2 separate regions of the Sus scrofa genome follow, and region 1 is linked to region 2. A link is a contact called in public HiChIP or PLAC-seq data. All regions are on one chromosome and are shown on one strand. The core of a region is the stretch at or near the end of the contact, and the rest is flanking DNA. Distances in the headings are between cores, read along the strand shown. Region 1 holds the start of STXBP1 (syntaxin-binding protein 1). Region 2 holds the start of ZNF79 (zinc finger protein 79).

Region 1 (2,700 bases), core at 75-2,574, 170 kb before region 2:
TGGGGACACCGTTTTCCAAACATTGCCACCGTCAGCCCTCACTCCGCTGCAGCCTGCATTCGCCACCATCATCCATTTTTAAAAATCCATTTACGCTGAGCTTTGCGTCCAAACCCAGGCACCACCATATCCTCCCTGCAACAGTGATTTGAAACTGCCCGAAACCAAGCACCAGCTAGGTCCTGCGACCAGGAGACTGCAGACTGCGGTGCTGGGCAGGGCCACTCCTCCCGCCGCACTGTAAAGCTTTGCTCGTCTCCGGGGTGATTTACGGCGGTTCAGGACCCTGATAAGACCCCGCCCTTGACGCCAAGATCCTGGATCTGGAGGAGTGAGGCGGCCTCAGCCCAGCAGTGCCAAGCCTTTGGAAAACAGGCTCCTCTCCAGCTGCCAGGAGTGGCCCGGGCTGGGCGAGCGGCGCGTCTGAGCCAGGGCGCGCGGAGCCGCTCCCAGGTGGGTCTCCGCAGCCGGGGACCGCGGCTCCGGCTCCCAGGAGGGGGGGAGGAAGAGGGAGGAGGACGCAGGCCTGGAGCTCGCTCGTCACGACTCCACAAGGAGGGTGGGAAAGTGGGAGGGACTGGAGACGGAAAAAGGAGTGGAATCAAAGAGCTTCGGGAATAAAGAAGGCCAGGAAAAGGAGAGGGGAAACGGGGGGGAAGGTAATGGGAGTGAAGCATGGGGTGCCGGGGAGGGTAATGGGCCGCAGGCGGTGAAGGGGCTTGGGATGGAGCGAGGGAGGTGGAGGTAAAGAGGAAGGAGAAGGATTGGGTGGAGGGGAGGGACGGGGCGAAGAGGCGAGGGGTGGGATGAAGGGTTAGGAGCGAGGCGATGAGGGGAGGGGTGGGGGAAAGGGGAGGAATGCGGGAAGCCGAGAGGGGGGAAGAAGGGAAGCGGGCGCGGGCCGCAGGAGGCCGGGAGGGACTTCCCTCCGAGGAGGGCGGCGCCGGAATAACGGGACCCTCCCAGCCAGGAGCCCCGGGCCGGGTCGGGCGCGCGGCCAGCAGCGGCCGGGGGACTGCGGGCAGGTTCGGCGCCCGGCTTCTCCCAGGCAGCCGTAGCGGCCGCCAGCGCGGAGGACCCCGACTCCACTTACTCTCTCCGACCACGGCTTTGAGGCCAATGGGGGCCATCGCGCTGCGCGAATCTCCGGGCTCCGAGCCTCCTCCCTAGACGCCCGCGGACACCGCCGCCTCCCGGGATCGGCGCGCTCCGCTGGCTGCAGCCCGCCGCCCGGCAGCCGCGCTCGGGATCGACTGACGCGCGGACTCGGCGCGGAGGCGCGGCGCGAGCCAGAGCGAGGCTGACGACCCGCCGGCGCGCGCTCGGGGGCGGGTCCGGCCGGGGGCAGGTCTAGCTCCAGCCGTGAGCGTCACCCGCGCGCCTCGGCCAATCGCACCGCGGCCCGGGGGCTCGGCCCCGCCCTCTGAGATGCGGCTGGATGCGAGGCGGTCCCCGGGTGGCGAGAGAGCCGCGCCGTCCCCCTCGCCTCACGCGCCACGCGCGCCCTGGCCAACGCGCGCTCCCGGGGAGCTGGATCCTAAGGGTCCCTCCGCACCTGAAACCCTGGCCAAAGGTTTTTGACTCGTTCCATCCTGCCTTTCCTCTTTCTGAGAGCCTCCCATTTTCCCCCTGCCCACGAAAGGAACCCAGAGGCTAGATCTCTTATTAGCAGTACCCATCCCAGCCACAACATAACGTGAGGTTTATTGACCCCAGCTTTGCCTGAGTACCCATATCCATAAATCCACCATTTACTGAGCTCTTATGTTTCAAACTCTATACCTTACATGCATCATATTATTAAATCTTCACAATAATTGGACATTTAATCTTCATTTTCAGATTTAAAAAAATAGGCTCAGGAACACCAGACTTGCTCTCAGGTTGTATACCATTCATTAGCAAAGATTTATTGTTATCCCACTGCTATATGTTCTAGGCATTGGAGCCCTAGCCACGTAAAAGAGAGACATCCATCCTAGCCTTTGGGCAACCAAGGTCTAGAAATATCTAGATCCCAAATCTAGTAGGAATGTGCTGTGAGATGACTCTGCTCACTATCTCTTTCCTGGAATTCATCTTTACCAAAGCGGTCCCAGGTCAGTTTTTGCTGGATTTTTTTTTTTTTCGTCTTTTGTCTTTTTAGGGCCCCACCTGCGGCATATGGAGGTTCCCAGGCTAGGGTCTAATCAGAGCCGTGGCCACCAGCCTACACCACAGCCACAGCAATACGGGATCTGAGCCGCATTTGCGACCTACACCTACATTTGCAACGCCAGATCCTTAACCCACCGAGCGAGGCCAGGGATCGAACCTGAAACCTCATGGTTCCTAGTCGGATTCAATAACCACTGAGCCACGACGGGAACTCCTGCTGGATTTTATTGATGGAGGAGATCGTGGAAGATAAGTGTTTTGCTGGCGACAAAGGAAAGATCTAATTCTAGAATTTGAAAGATCCAATTCTAGTTATTTAATACTGAGCAACAACTAAAGAAGTTGAGGCCTAAAGGAGGATTTTCCCAAGGTCACATAGTGAACACTGGCCATACAGGGACAAGAGGCCACTTGTTCTAGTTCAGCCACCAGCCCCAGGACACAAAGATCTGGCCATCTTCTCACCCTCACCTCAGTCTATTTCAACAGAAACTTCCTGTCACTTCCTAGGGCAGAAAAATGTTCATCTGTCATCTCTTCATG
Region 2 (2,700 bases), core at 199-2,698:
CTGCGTCAGGTTCTTAACCCACTGAGCCACAACGGGAACTCCTGAATTGTATACTATAAAAGTGAACATTATGGATGTAAATTATATCTCAACTCAAAAAAATAGCAGAGGTAAAGCAGTCCTCAGAAATAGCTCAAAAAAAGTAAAGAGGTCCAAATACTGGTTTTAGTACAGACTTCATGTTACTGAGTTGTGTCTATCTGTACCTATCCACTGTGCTTATCTCCCTCTTTGGTAGTACGGGGAGACAGGTAACCCTCCTGCTTGTGTTCCCAGGTCTCTCAGGAAAGACAGCGTGAAATACTGGGTGTGAAATTGCACTGGAATGACAGAACAATTCAGGGACCCTTTGGTCTAGGGGAAGACGGCATTGCCTCAGTGGTTAAATTACATACACAACAGTTCTGTTCAGTAAAGCGTTCAAGGTGCTTTCAAAAATGTTATTTTATTTGATGCTTACAGTTCTTAGAGGTGAAGGAGGTAGTTAATGTTATTTTACCTTTTTCCTCCATGAAGAAACACAGGTCAAGAGACCCAGCTGATACCTTACAGCTTAAACAGGAATCCCAGCCTTCTGATTCTAAATACAGAGTATCCTCCACGGTTTCACAATCCAAATGGGTTGAACCCACCCTCAGTATCAGGTGAAGCCAATAGGCTCCCATTCCGAGCATCCCTGGCTACTTCAAGAGGGATGGAAATTCAGAAGCAATAGAGAGGCCCTGGGTACGTCCCATTGTCCTTCCTAGAGTCTATTTCTCTCTACTTTGCGATGCCATGGGTCCATCAACAGATCGGAGTAAAGGACAGGATACTCAGAGATGATCCAAGGCTGAGCTCCTCAAACTTTTTCGACCCTGGAATTCTTTATTCAAAAAAGGATCGTCCCCAACCACCTGTGGAAAGGATAACTACCAAGTTCTGATCCGGGCCACGCAGCTGTGTTAGTGGGCAAGCTGGAAGCCACAAACCGCTCCACCACTCCTTCTCACCTTCCTCCAGCATCTGGGTCCCACCTCGCGCCACCGCCTCCCAGCAGTTCTCTGAGCGTCAGCGTCGCTTCACTGCAGCCCCAACCCCGCTCTGGGCTCTTCTCTCAGGCTTCTCCCCTCACAGGCCAGGTCTGAGCCTGTGATGCTGAGCAAGGTCGGACCTTTCCAGCCGGGTCTCTCACTGTCGACTGGATCTCAAGCACATCACAGCATGAAAAAGCTGCCGCTGGGTACGCGCGAGAGAGTGCCCCCGGCTTCAGCGCGCTCAGAAAACTGCGGTCGCGGGCCTGGCTCTCGCGCCAAAGGGGGCGCGCTTGAATAGCGCCACTTCCGGTCATGCGCATAGGCCTCCCTGCCCCACCGGACTTCATTTCCCAGGAATCTCTGGGTTCCGTTTTTGGCCAAAACGTTTTTTTTTCCTCTCTCGGTTCCCGCACACCATCGTGCACCGTATTTCCCAGAGAGGCTTCCGCCTGTTCTTACTCCCAGACTCTATTTCCCATCATACTTTGGTCCACATGCCTTTCGGGTCCACTGAACCAATGGTCGGGGTCCTCTGAAACAACACGCGAATTAGCCGCGAAGGATCCTGGGAGCGGTGCTTTTAGCGCAGGCGCAGACAGACGCTAGCGCTAGTCGCCTGACTTTCCCTCAGTGATTTGTGGTCCGCGGAGCTGTGGCTTGCTGAGGTTCTCTCCCTTGTTCTTCAGCTCAGGGCTCAAACCCAGCCACCTCCCCACCTCCACGGTCCTCTTGATCCCCGCTGAGAGTTTAGGACGAGTAAAGGAAGTGGGGGCCCCTTGGTGTGAAGCAGTCTTGGAATGCTCAAAGTATAAAAACCTATCAGCAGGAAGGAGCTGTCTTCAGTAATTTCAGGGGCAGAAACACACTTTAATAGTGTTCGATCAGAACTCTTGCGAGAGGAGATAACGAATATTCTGTCTTTGGAGGCTTCTTTCCTGCACCAGGGGATATTTTAGTGGACTTCCTCAGATCATTGATGAAATTGCCCCATAAGCCTGTTGACAGTTCTTCACTAATCAATGTTCTGAAGACCGGTTTAGTTTTTTAGAGGCATTTTGACGTTAAGGAGATAAGAATGTGTTACCTGGGAAGCAGAAATGAGTTTGGGGGCCCTAGGCCTCGTCTTTTTGTACTGCCTCTGTCCTTTTCAGTTAGAGCTGGTAGTGTTTTTGCCAATATAATTGTAGGTTTGTGGGTAGGTCTTCTATGAATCTTAGGGGGATTCACCCCATTAGGCAGGCCGCACCCACAGATCTGTTTGGGATAAGCCCTTCTCTACTTTGGGCTTGTGTAATTTGGGGCTTACAACTTTAGAGGTCAGAAATCTGAGATGGATGTCATTGGGCTAAAATCAAGGTGTGTGCTGGGCTACCTTCCTCCTAGAGGGAGAATCTGTTTCCTTGCTTTTTCCAGCTTCTGGAGGCTTCCTGCATTCCTTAGTTAGAGGCCTCTTCCAGCTGTGTTCTGCCCGCACCCCAGGCCCAGCAGGTGCTAAGCGCATAGTGACCATTAGGAGGTACCAGGGGAGTTTCCCGCCTTAGTCTTGTGAACCCACCCATTGCCACTGGGAGGCAGCAGAGAGATTCATGCTTCAGCTGATGCAATTCTCCCTCATGGACACTAGGTGGCGTTAGGAAATGCCTTGCCTCAAGTTCTCAGAAGCCAGGATTCTCCTGGACGTTAG

What was found. HiChIP or PLAC-seq counts read pairs in DNA pulled down with a chosen protein or histone mark.
Region 1: a contact with region 2 is called in an H3K27ac HiChIP or PLAC-seq map of alveolar macrophages. The contact joins the promoter of STXBP1 here to the promoter of ZNF79 in region 2. A contact is called at or near these places in 1 of 47 Hi-C or Micro-C datasets (heart right ventricle) and 1 of 2 datasets of contacts at active chromatin or transcription factors (alveolar macrophages).

The regions. Positions count from the first base shown.
Region 1 is chr1:268,114,748-268,117,447 of Sscrofa11.1, reverse strand. It overlaps STXBP1 (syntaxin-binding protein 1), which reads right to left and starts at 1,324. Exons shown (of 20, transcript XM_005660443.3): 1 at 1,094-1,324. The coding sequence starts at 1,130. LOC106509264 (a long non-coding RNA gene) reads left to right here and starts at 244. Exons shown (of 3, transcript XR_001306631.2): 1 at 244-453.
Region 2 is chr1:267,940,701-267,943,400 of Sscrofa11.1, reverse strand. It overlaps ZNF79 (zinc finger protein 79), which reads right to left and starts at 1,448. Exons shown (of 5, transcript XM_003480610.4): 1 at 993-1,448. The coding sequence starts at 1,005.